2 separate regions of the Mus musculus genome follow, and region 1 is linked to region 2. Evidence: chromatin contacts called from public Hi-C data. All regions are on one chromosome and are shown on one strand. The core of a region is the stretch at or near the end of the contact, and the rest is flanking DNA. Distances in the headings are between cores, read along the strand shown. Region 1 holds the start of Csgalnact1 (chondroitin sulfate N-acetylgalactosaminyltransferase 1). Region 2 overlaps Csgalnact1 (chondroitin sulfate N-acetylgalactosaminyltransferase 1).

Region 1 (6,131 bases), core at 3,041-5,540, 110 kb after region 2:
GCCTTGGGAATACAAAAATCAATCCGTATAAACAGACAGCTCCCACCTACCTACTGTGCTTTCTGCTTTCCTCTTCATCAACCCAAATGTTCTTGGTGTGTGGAAATAAAGCAAAGGAGCAGATGCAACCCCAGGATAACCAAATGTTTGGTTTTTGCATTGCCTCGAAACAACAGAAATCGCTGTGCCGCCTGTGCCTAAGTGACAGGTTCACAGTTGTCATTTCCTTACAGGTGGCATCTCCCAGATGCAGGTCTCTAAAAATGACTCGCAGGTATAAAGAGCCATTCATTTCCTGCACCTTGGGCAAGCATCCATAATCTTTGTCAGCTTGGGGTTCTTGGCCAAAACTAAATCACTGTGTTCTGCAGCAAGCCGCGTGTCTATCATTTTGGCTGAGGCTCAGCTTCGGTCTTGGGAAGGGGAAGGACAGGCTGAGAGGTGCCAAGCCCTTCCCTAGCTGGAGGTTAAAACCTCTTCTGGTTCTAGAACAGCATTCCTTTGTACAAACAGGATCTGCACAACTCTTTGATATGCCAGAACCCTAAAAGCAATCCAAAGAATTCCGCTTAATCAGGGGGAGATGATAATAAACAACCATCTATGGCCCCTTCACAGTTAAAGTTAGTCCTTTTATTTTGTTCCTTAGCCACAGCGTGATCTATACCTTCATTAAAAAACAACAATCATATCACCTTGCCTTCAAATCACAACATGAGGACATCTGAACTTGATGTTTGTAACGTTTCTGAATTCAGAAAGGCTCTGCTAAATAAGAAGAGAAAGCCCTTTGTGAGAACTGGGGTCTCAAGGTGCTAACTTCTGTTACCTTAGCCGATGTTTCAGTGCAGAGTAGAAGTGCTTAGTTTCTCAGACTAAATTAAGTCTCACTGAAAACCTGAAATTTTTCTCTTATTTATTTGCAAACAGTATGACGATATTGGGGACAATAATGCCCATTTACATATACTGTCAGTGCTTCTTTTACCAAATAACAAGATATATCTAGGAAATAAAGACACCTTTAAGTTGTCCAACAAATATTCTAAAGCCCAACTAACTTCATTAAAATCAGAATATACAAGAGTGTTTCAAAACCCGTAGCTGGGAGTGGTAGCTCAGGGACCACTGCAAGGTTGCAGCCAGCCTGGGCTTCATACTTGAGGCTCTAACTTCAACCAAACTTCTCACACAGAAGATACCCTGAGTGCTACATTGTAGAATGTAACAAGACATCTTAAAGGCAAATTTTAATGTAGCTCCAAGAAGAAAAAGAGGCAGAGAAGAAGAAGGGGAGAGGGTAGGGAAGGGAGGAGCTCCAACTCGCTATATAAAAAAGGCAATTCATATTATTTTAGTCCTACAAGTATCCGTTTAGAAGAAAAAGCTATTTAAAATACATTGAAAGATTAAGTGAAAAAAATCCACCAAAAACAGATGGACAAACACACACACACACAGAAAGAGAGAGAGAGAGAGAGAGAGAGAGAGAGAGAACATTAAATTCTACATCTGAATTGTATATTTATTTCCTAAATTTAAAAAAACCTCCATATTTGAATATTATAATATAAAAAGTTTTTAAAAAAGCCAAATTTTTAAGTCTCTAAAGTTATGTTTTAAACCACATTGATTCCATCAAAGAGGGGGCTTTCACTGATCTCCAGGCCTTTTATAGTCCTTTTTATATGCACGTCCTTCTCTGATGAAGAACGTTCAAGTTCTTTGCTACTGAAAGGACAGAAGGATGGGAACATATGACAGCCCAGGGTAATCCAGTGTACCAAGGAGGCCCCTAGTGGCAGAGCCACTACTCTGAGACCTCAGCTATTACAAGTTTTATAAGACCACTTTATCATGAGGCCCAAATCAATAGGTAATAAAGTCTACCTGAGCTCAGCCTCTTTAGTACCTCTGTTAGCCTTAATATATGGTAGGGCTATAATTTACAGTCCCAAGGTCCCTTCATCAGGAGTACACGAAGAAGGATGTGAGCTGAAGAATAACTTCATTGCACTGTAAGCTTCAAATCAGTAAAGGTGTAGGAAGTCCTTGCTGCTTGCCATTGAATGGCACAGGGTAAGCAAGAAAGGCAACAGCCACTCACAGCTTACTGTTTCTTCTTTGGGTGTGGCATCATCTTATTTAGCACAGAGCTGGGAAACAGGGAGACTGGGAAGTCCACTTCATCATCCCTAATCCTGATGATGGATTCTCAACCCAAAGAAACCCATGAAGCACTGCCTACTACCATTCTCGAGAGAGCCAACATCCAAGCAGGGAATATTATACAGGAAATCCGATGGTCTTCAGTGGTAATGACCTCATGGATGGATGCATAGATGGAGCATGAATCAACAAGCAAAAGATCACATAAAAGAAGGAATTATTATTGTTAATGCTTTAAGTGTCAAAGCATATCTAAAAGTATTTAAGAGAGGCAAAGGATAGCATTTGGGAGGGGTCTACTGTATCTCTGGGTGCTTAGAAAAGAATGTTATTTCACTCTGTCAAGTATTGTTATCAAATGAAGAATCTTGAAACCATTTAATATGTGACTGGCCCTGGGTCATGCAGCTAAAAAGTAGGATGAACCTCTTGGATGCCAGTTCTCCGAAACAGCAAACACAATCTCACAATGATGTAAATGGGTGAATCTAAACAATGGATATTTTTTTTCTTTGAAGCTCGCTAATATGGCTTGCAACTAGATATAGGAGATCTGAGACAAGAAGATGGAGAGAAATTAAAGTAATATCTCGTAATTTGGAGTGACAGCAGGTGTGTCCCAATCTGCAAAGTTCAAGCTTGACAATTACACCGTGCTAATTATTCAGACACTAATCACACAAGAAAACCTCAGTGCTTTAAGTACGTTCATGATTTTGTCTTAGGCTGTTTTAATAGCTGTTCTTCACCCTACGAAGCTCACTTCCTGAGCTCACCCTAGTGAAGCACATTGGACACATCCATTAGGTAGTTGATTCAATGCAGAGGAGTGATCATATATGTATTAGGTTCCTACAATGGGAATTGCCCATCTCATATTTTCTGGAAGCTCAACACATAATCCCTCTGTTACAGCAATCCCTCTTCTGTGTGTTCAGGTGACCTTTTATGCCTAGAGAACCAGTTACTCTCTGCCTTACACTTCTGTTTCCAAGTTTGTTAGACTTCTCTCCACGCAGCAGAACCCATAGTTTATTAATGCTCAAGGACCATAATAATTGGAGCTCTCTTGAACAAAAAGTGTCAACACAATCCAATAAACCCCGTGGAATTGCTAGGGTTTACTAGATATTTAAATTCTTTATAAATATAGAATCGTAGTTAGTTGTCTTTAATGACATTTAAGTCAAAACTGTGCCAAGTCGTTGCAATCTGAATAAAAAATGGATTTTGCAAAATACAGCCATCCGATCATTCATTACTACTTCATTTTTAGCGTCCACTGAGGATATGTACAATAGTGTTAACGTCTTTTCCTCCATAACTTCAGAATCACTGACGACAGGGGTACAGGTGCAGGAAGTGTGGCGGAAACAAACAACTTTGCCTTCGCCCAGCACAGCTTTCCTTTTCCTCCAGCCCTCGGAATGCCCCACTGCACCCCTAGACCATTCCCTGGAAGAGCTTCTCCCCGCCCCTGGCACATACAACTGCATGCAGTCACATGCAGATGTGAAGACCCTTGGGATCCAGAGAGTCACCATCGCGGCGGCACAATGCAGGGGAGCGTGCTGCCCACGGGCCACCCTCTTCATCACAGCAAATACAATCCAAAAACAGCAAACTAGAGGCACCCGCACATATGCCAAGGCTACTTTGAAGTGGGGTTTCTGGAGAGTAAGCCAACAGCTGGGGGCTCAATTACCGCTGAAGAAGCTGAGCTGGCCGTGGGGTGCGGCACGGGACCCTCGCGCGTCCACCTAGAGACACCGATCCCTCCACGCGCCTCGCAAGGGCTACAGAGGGCAGTGATTCCGGAGTCCTCAGCCCTAGGACAGCAGTGGTCTCTGGAAGCCAGCGGTGCAGGCGTCCTCCCGGCTGACAGAGAGCCACCCTGAGGTCGAGGTCGGGGGCAGTGGCGCGGACTGGAAAACGGCAGCGACACGCCCGCACATAGCGGGCCACACCCGTCCAGCCCTCAGGGTAGGGACCCCGACTTACCCCAGGCAACACTGCAGACAGCGGAGCCGGATCCCTCGGCTACGCTGCTCCCCTGCTGCCGCTGAACTTTCCCTCCTGCGAGGCGGCCCTGGGCTCGGCTCCACCTCCAGTTCCAACAGCCGCTGAGCCTCCAGGGACCCGGAGCAGTAGGGGGAGGGGGAAAGCGGGGAGCGCGGGCTGAACAGCGGCCAAGCACAGCGCCGGCCTCCGAGTGGGAGCCCGAGGAGCCGAGAGCTGAGAGGTGGGGGTAGCGTGGGCCTCAGGGCTGGGGTCGTGTATGGCTGCAGTCATCTAATTCCTCCAGGGCCAGTCTGCAGTGCGTCCCCGCTCCAGGTCCGAGCAGAGCAGGGTGCCCTGGTTGAGAGACTGTCACTGCAGGGAGCATGAGTGGAGAGCAGGGTCTCCTGTACCGTAGAGACTTCAAGTGTGATTGATCACCAACATCAGAGAAGTTGGCGATAGAGACTAGGGCACTGTTGGAAGTTGCGCCCCAACAGAGAGGGGGCATCTATCCTACAAGTTCGTCCCCACTCCCCAACTCATCCCCGAGGCATTTGCGCTGCTAGGACTGTCCTAATGGCTTGCCTCCAAAACTTCTTACACTCTACTTGAGAGAATTAATAAGATAGTCACTGTTTTGGGTGCCCTGAGTTGTAGTAATAAGGCCTTCAGTAAGAAGCTTTTATTTACAAAAGATCAGAAACCCCTTTAACCCTTCAGCCCCAACTGTGGCTAAGCGATGTCTGTAAGGACCTCTAGCGGCCACATCCCTACATCAACTCAGCTGAGATTCGTGGAAAAATAGAAGAATCCGTGTTTGCCAAATCACAAAACATACAGTGTAATTTTTCTAGCTGCATCAAAGTACTGCATGATAGGAAGATAACAAAGAGTTAACACTGCATAGATATGCACGTACATATGTGGACATCAGTTATTTCTCACAGATTAGCTCCTAGCATCCTCAAAAGGCAATCATATGGCAATTTCCATTTGCAGATGGACGTCACTAGGTGGAAGTCAGGGTTTTTTGATTTCACACTTAGTAGGTAGTCGGGCAACTTCTTCAGAGCTTTTGTCCTAACTGCCACTAAAGCATTCCTGTCTTCATCTACTGATAGGTTCTTCTAGTTCTGATTGCTTTCACCTACTGAAGTAGCTCTCATCTCTTTACTCAATGGTGTCTCCAGAATCATGTAATAAAGTTATACATAGGTTTTAGTTTGGAAAAATGGGCTAGAAATTCTGAGTATGCCATGGCCCCAGCACAGACATGCCCTGCAGGCTATGTGAAAGATAGAGAACATACTTTATATCTTGCGTGCGCCCGACTCAACCAGCAAGAATGACGCTGCAACAGGATCCTTCTGCACACGTTTATTGGGAGAGCTTGATTGCAGAAGCAAAGAGACCCCAAGCCCAGAACTTGTGCTGCTTATATAGGCCTAGGAGAGGCGTGTCTCACACCCAGATTGGTTATGCACTATACCTCATTTGCATGTTCCTCATCTGATTGGTTACTCTCTCTTAGTACCTCACAGAGTCTCATTATCATACCTCATTTGCATGTCTCACATCTGATTGGCTATACTCTCAAAACCTCATTATCATGCCCGGGCCAGGCAGTATCTTGGCAAAAAACTTTACTGCATATGTACACATTGGTTGTTTGTCCAAACTTATGCATGGTGGCCAGCAGTAGCCAGCGCCACTCTGCAACGGCACATGTGGCTTCCCACATTTATAGATACAATAATCTCTATTACTCTAAATAGAATAAAGAAGGGGACCACTTAAGGGTCGACTGTGGTTCCTTTATGGGTGTTTAGCATGTGGAGGTGCATCAGGTCACCACTTTCGAACGTCTCCCACTTGGATATTGGCTCTGGGGTATTGCAGGAGATACCAACGCATATGCCAGTGTGTCACTGCATGCCAATTGAAAGCCAGTTTTCCGGGAC
Region 2 (6,529 bases), core at 2,643-5,142:
GAAAAGCCACATTCATTAAAAGGAACATGATCAATAATGTTGATTTGGACATTATTAGACTGTTAGAGCAAAACACTATAATTAATGGAGGCCTGGCCTCATTAGGGCAGGAAGTTAGAAAACAAGGCTTGCCAGTCACTTGGTTCTAATACATTGAACAAAGGAAACAATGTACTGAGATTATTAAGAAATCAACTGGGAGAAATAAATAACTCTAGGGAGCATGATGCAAGAGTATTAAGGGAATAACTCAGAAACTCTCTAATTAAGACATGAAGAAGATGGTTCAATTGAAGATGACCAAAGGGATAAAATATACTTAAGTACCAAATAGCTTTGGCATAGAATAGTCTGTCATGGAGTGGAATCTACCCAGCACATCTGCTTTCAAGCTGTATGAGATCCTTAACCTCTCGTGGTATCCATCTCCTTCTCCACTATCAAACACAGAAAGAGATAACTTGAGGGGTGAGGGCAAAGTGAGACAATAGATATAGTATACCTGGTTCAAACCCTTACAATAAGTTATAGGCTTCTGTTCTGTGGTGGTTTCCTATGGATTGGGATATCACCTTCTAGAGTGACTGGGTAGATTCAAGAGGCTCATGAAACTAACAAATCCCCTTCCTGCATCTATATAAGCTATACATATATAGCTGCCAGAGAGGAGAAACTTTAGTAATGAGGCATCCAACAAGCTGCACATCTTTGTGTGTTGTTACCCATGCTGGGGTGAGTTTTTTAGTGATGCTGGTACCTTTGAGTCACCTGTCCTCTTGTAGGGAAACAAAGATCCATGCTCCTACAAGCATCCCAAATGAACTCATTGGTTCACCATGCTGGGTTTGGGAGAATTGTTTCTTTGATCTGCCATTGCCTTCTTAAAGTCACGGGGGAAAAAAATCTCATGAACAGCATGGAAAGCTATGGGCATCATTTTTCCCTTTTCTGGCCCAGTGGAAAGCATGCAGAAAGGTCTTACTTGGTGCTAAAGGAAGGTTGGAAGAGTTAGAGAAGAAATGATGTGTCAGCAACCTGAGTGATGATGTGGATGGTGCCTAGAGATAGCTCCCAGGATGTGAGTGTCTGGTTTGTGTCTACCATCCATCAAGCCCTGACTCGGCACAGAGCTGGGAATAAAAGAATGGGTAAAGGACAAAACCTTTCCCGACAGAGCAGGATCCGTGCAACCATAGATGGTGGGGGAGTCTGTCAGAGAAAATGCAATAAAACTTCTCAGTAAAAGGAAAATACATTCAGTGAGAACTCAGCAAATCTAGACTAAGCCTATTGAACATGACTTTAAAAGAGATGTCGAAGACAAAGAGAGAAGAAAATTGGCAGTGCTGGGAAGAATTAATGAAGACAAAAATCAATATTACTCAGTAACAAGATAAGAGAAACCCGCTAGAAATACAAGATGAGTGTGAGTGATAATCAAGTGCCACTCGGTGTGCAGTATAGTGTTGAAAGAATTAGACAACGGCCTTGAAGGTAAGCAGGCATGCTAAGTTCTAGCCATCACCAGGTGCTGATAAAAGACCCCGTGTGGTCCAATGATGCCTGCAAAGCCAACGGGCAGTTGTGACAACTTGTGTGTGAATTAGCCCTCTGTCCACAAAGTAATAAAGACAATTTATGGAGCTGCTGAGAATCAATAACAACATTAAAATTGATTGTAATCTACATTAAGGGTAGTTTAAGGGTAGTTGAATTTAGAGTAATAATGAATTCTTCTTCTTTTTTTTTTTGGTTTGGTTTTTCAAGACAGGGTTTTATGAGACAGGGTTTCTCTGTATAGTTCTGGTTGTCCTGGAACTCACTCTGTAGACCAGCCTGGCCTCAAACTCAGAAATCCGCCTGCCTCTGCCTCCCAAGTGCTGGGATTAAACCACTGCCTGGCTCTGGTTAGATGTCTCTAACCTCATCGTGCTCCACCTCAAGAAAATGGAAGAAGAGGAAGACGAGTCGGCACTAAAGAGAAGCGAGCTTGTCAACTGGTACCTGAAGGAAATCGAGTCAGAGATAGACTCTGAATAGGAGCTCATAAATAAAAAGACGATCATCGAGTAGGTTGTTCATCGTCTCACACACTACAATCACACTCAGATTGAACTCACCCAGGCTGGGCTGAAAGGCTCCAGTGAAGGAAGCGAGAGCTATGAGGAAGACCCCTACCCAGTAGTCAACCCTAACTACTTGCTTGAAGATTGAGGTATTGAAGGTAACTTTATGGCCAGGGACCTGTGGTGTCCTACCCTTAGCCCGGACCCTGGACGACACTGAGAGACAGCTCCTGGAGCAACGCTAGAGGAGGATTTGAAAAGTGACGACTGAGTTCATGGCCCTGTGAATTTCATACTGGGACAGGCTTAGACACTCTGTCAATAGGGCTTCTTTTCCTATTGAAGTTGGAACCAAATCATGTTCTTTCTATATTTTCTTCATGTATTGAAAAATCCTACTGCCTTTGTCATACATGTGTGGAAATTGCTTTCTTCTGTTCCCAGCCACTGCTTTTACTCATGAAAATAAAACAACTGAATTCTTATGTTGAGGATAACTGTATGTGACAGCTGTGTGGTGACTTAGATGAGTAGAGCCTTTGGGACTGGCTGGAAGTGAAAAAGACATGGGTGTGCGTTTCAGTTGTCCCTTACATGCCACTTAAATTCCCTAACACTATTTTATCTGTAAAAGATATGTGAATATGTAACTATCTGCATTCCTGATGCATATGACTATTCATTGTTAATTGACTTAAGGCCTATTACCCAGCAAGAGCTGCATGACAGCTATTTAATATGCAGCAGCACAATTGTTTTAAGCAGATTCTAAAGATACAAGTTCCTATTGCCTGTTAAGACAGTGTCAAATTTCTAAAAAAAAAATAAATGACCATAATGTTGGCAAATATTGTTTGTTGCTCAGTTCCTAAGAGAATACACAAAATGTTCTCTTTGATCTGTAAAATGATAAGTGGAGGGAGGCACTTATATCTCTCTTACCACAAGCATCTGTGGACCCTGTGTAATGACTGGTCCATTAAATAAAGGTCCATTCTGGGCTAAGAATACCCCCCACACACACCTCTGCCACTGTGTACCTCACAGGTCCAAGACAGCCAAGCTCAGCCTCCTAGACCAGGTGTTCTGAAGCAGCAGTGACATCCCTTCTAGGTGCAGAGAAGTCAGACACCCAGCTCCTTTCACCCTTGACAGTGTATCATGATCAACACATTCAAAAGCCAACAAGTATTTCTGGAATAATGTCAGTGACCAAAAGAGTCCAAGTGCTTAGTTCCTCGTAGAATGCTAATTTTGGGTTTTTCATTTTTCAACTCCTCAGCTCATTTGTATATGCAAATATAGCCTGTGAACACTTGCCAAGTGGACTGAAAATGTCTATTTCATTACAAATCCTAATTCCTTTCAGAGACCAGAGTTATGTGTCAGGAGGGCAGTGCACCATGAATTCTATAAAAACTAGTTAACTGAATTTGTTATAAACTGTAAAATATGTAAGAAGGGATTGAAACTATTTTAGACTGCCCCAAAACTACTAATGAAATATAGTATGATGCTGAAATCAACATTGCATTTTTTATTTTAATTATTTGAGAGGTTTTTTGTTGTTGTTTTTTGGGTTTTGGTGGGTTTTTTTTTTAATCTGAAAAGAGAGAAAGCTGCCCACCTACCTCCAAACAAAAGCTATATGGTCATCGTGGGAGGCAATGAGAACTGTACAATGGGACATTTGTGTGAACAAATGAGAAAGGCTCTTAGAAACTGGCCCAACAGACATCTCTGCTCAGCCAGGACAAGTTCAAGGGGCGTAGAGAGGCCGGGCTCTGTTGCAAATGAAACGAAACACACTGTTGTTCATATTCTCTGCCCAAACTCTTTGCTTTGTCTCCATGGCTCAGGAATCCTCGGCAGCTAGTGACTGTAAGGACACTGTGCAGTGTATGTCACAGGAATCCCCACAGAAATCTGTTGTCTCCTTCTAACATTTCAGGAGAAAGCACCATCGTCCAGCCTCTACCAGGGAACCTAGAAGTCTTGATCAAATTTCCAAATAGGTATTATTATTATTATAACTGAAAAATGAATTTTTGAAAATTTAAAGTTGAAGTATGACCATCGAAAATGAGCATTTTCACACTTTGTAGATGAAGTAGCTTGTCTTATAGAGAGCAACTCATAAACATTCATCAAAACTAGAACCTGTGCTGTGACTATTTCCTGATTTGATTTCCTTTCTAGAAACTTCCTGTCAGAAACTGCGCTGCAAGGGCTCACAGCTTGCTTCCAGGGTTTCATAATACCATAAGAGTGGAAGCAGCCTGACTGAACACCAGTTAAAAGCTGGATATGTGATTATATAAATTAAATGAACTTAGACAAAATTCAATCATATAAATTAAACAAATTTATTAAATTGTTATATATAAAAATAAATGAATTCATCCAAAAAGTTGAATACTGTGGAACCAAAAAGGTAAAATGAGGCAGTTCAATCAATAAGACAACCAATCTCATGAGCTCAAGTGAAAAATCTTGTTTTGCTGGGTTTCTAAAAGCAATATATTTAAACATATACAACCTACTATTATGTTAGAAAGTGGTAAGTATGCAAAAAACACCCATATAAATCAGAAGAAGTTAGTATTTCTTGACTGTTGCAAACCCATAATTGATCCTCAGCACGTCACATGCATTGTCTCATTTGTTTGTCTTGGCATCTCTAATATTCCTACTTTTCCAGTGACAACATTGAGACAAAATTAGATCCAGTAGCTTCTCCATCAAGCTGCTGGCTGGGTTCAAAGTCTTGCATAGTCTCAGAGCCCAGCATCGCAGGACTGACTACATAGAACTTTCTAGTGCAGGGACTGGGACACAGCTCAGTGATTGATGTGCAGGAGATCCTGATGTAGACCCTTAGCACTGGAAGAAGTGGAAGAGAGGAAGACAGAAAGGGAAAGCCACCCTGAAAAGAGGAGGCACAACAGTATGGTTGGAGATGGAGAGGGAAGCCTTACTTTTACCTGAATCTTTGGAAATCTGTCACAAGTATAAGCTGCCTCCAAATAAATAAAACACTCATTTCTCATTGTTTGCTTGGATAAATTGTTATGAAGGACAGTGCAAATAGTGCTATGCATGAATTATGCATTTTTAACGAAATGTAGTTTTATTCCTGTATTTACTTGTATAATTAAGCCCTCTGTTTTTTCAGGGACTTCAAAATGAAAAACACAATTCACTGTTTTCAGATCCCACAGGAGCATAAGAAAATTTTAAAGCAATCCAGAGAAATGTTAAAATATGCACACTCATGAAAATATATATGCATATATACACATATATGCACATATATACCCATATACATACATATGCACATAAATATATATATGTATATATGTGTATATATACACACATACACACATGTTGTACACATGCATACACACACATACATTATGGCTATTGCTGTGAGTGATGGTTGAGTTTGTTTACTCAATAAAGATTAACCAAGAGAATAGAAGTTTTTTACTTTATTTCTACATAAAGGAAGAAATTAAATGCTTTCCAGGTAGTAAAAAAAGAATAGAAGCATATTGCCCCATCTCTCAGCTGTGACCTACTACTGACGATAACAGAGATATAAATATTTTGAAATATTTATTGTAAAACATAGAAGCGTCCTTATTAGAATGTATAAAGCACACAGAATGGCGCCATAGAGCTGTGATGTGCATGTGCCGTTCTGAATCACAAGTCCCAGAGCACAGAGTGGCGCTTGTGAAGCCTTAAGCTGAGCCATCACTGAAGACATTGTTCAGCTGCACAGGTATAGCAGGTCTGCGGAGGATGGGGTTGGGTGGGGGTGGGGCACCAGGACTGCACTTCTAAGGAGCTCTTTAGGGGCAATGGCACCAATGGTGACTAGGCCACCGTTTGAACCGCAGCATGCTAGACAATATGTCTAATTAAACCCAACTCTCATCTGAGAACCAACGTGCAACTCTTGAGCTCCTGCAAATGCGTCAGCAAAGCAGGGAAAGAACTAAGGAGCTGTATTTTCTCTCAGAAGCCCTGAGAAAAGGGGAGAAGAGTTGCCTGCGAGTCCTTTGCTTTCAAATCTGAACAATAACTCAATATAGAGATTCTGGAGGGTCCTGATTTCATGAACAGTTAAGAAGAACTAGGAATTAGTCTATCAGTTCATGTATAAGCGAGCAGTTTTGAAGCACTTACATTTCTTTAACGTAAAATTCATCTGACAAGCGTAAATAATGTACCAGAAATTGTAGAACACCAGAAGCTGAAGATGGTTGCTGGTGGCCTTCGGTGAAAATCATGGTGTGCTCCACAAGGAGACAAGCTATACTGAAGTGTGTGTAAGATTGCTAACTAGACACTGCAACAATGAGGAAGCTCACAACAACGCAACCGAAGCACAGGATGTGGAGCAAGTAACGTTGTGTGTCTGGTGGGAGATGGAGATCATGATTCCGGGGCAGAGG

Evidence for each region. Hi-C and Micro-C count contacts between places; a contact is called where the count stands out from the background.
Region 1: a Hi-C map of astrocytes shows a contact between it and region 2, with 2.3 times the contacts expected there. The contact joins the promoter of Csgalnact1 here to the enhancer-like site in region 2. A contact is called at or near these places in 3 of 39 promoter capture datasets (the 3T3-L1 cell line and the HPC-7 cell line), 14 of 484 Hi-C or Micro-C datasets (3T3-L1-derived adipocytes, the C2C12 cell line, the HPC-7 cell line and 11 more), 6 of 115 datasets of contacts at active chromatin or transcription factors (the NIH/3T3 cell line, astrocytes, forebrain and 2 more) and 2 of 9 other capture datasets (adipose tissue and liver).

Annotation. Positions count from the first base shown.
Region 1 is chr8:68,730,856-68,736,986 of GRCm38.p6, forward strand. Csgalnact1 (chondroitin sulfate N-acetylgalactosaminyltransferase 1) reads right to left here and starts at 4,291. Exons shown (of 10, transcript NM_172753.5): 1 at 4,171-4,291.
Region 2 is chr8:68,618,224-68,624,752 of GRCm38.p6, forward strand. The region is part of intron 2 of Csgalnact1 (chondroitin sulfate N-acetylgalactosaminyltransferase 1); the gene reads right to left. Among named protein-coding and RNA genes, the nearest start is that of Csgalnact1, 110 kb to the right of the region's middle. Within about 2 kb of position 3,893, at least 17 of the 459 cell types and tissues checked have an H3K27ac peak or open chromatin away from gene starts, as enhancers often do. A contact at or near this core is called in astrocytes, forebrain, neural progenitor cells and 1 more, where this site is marked.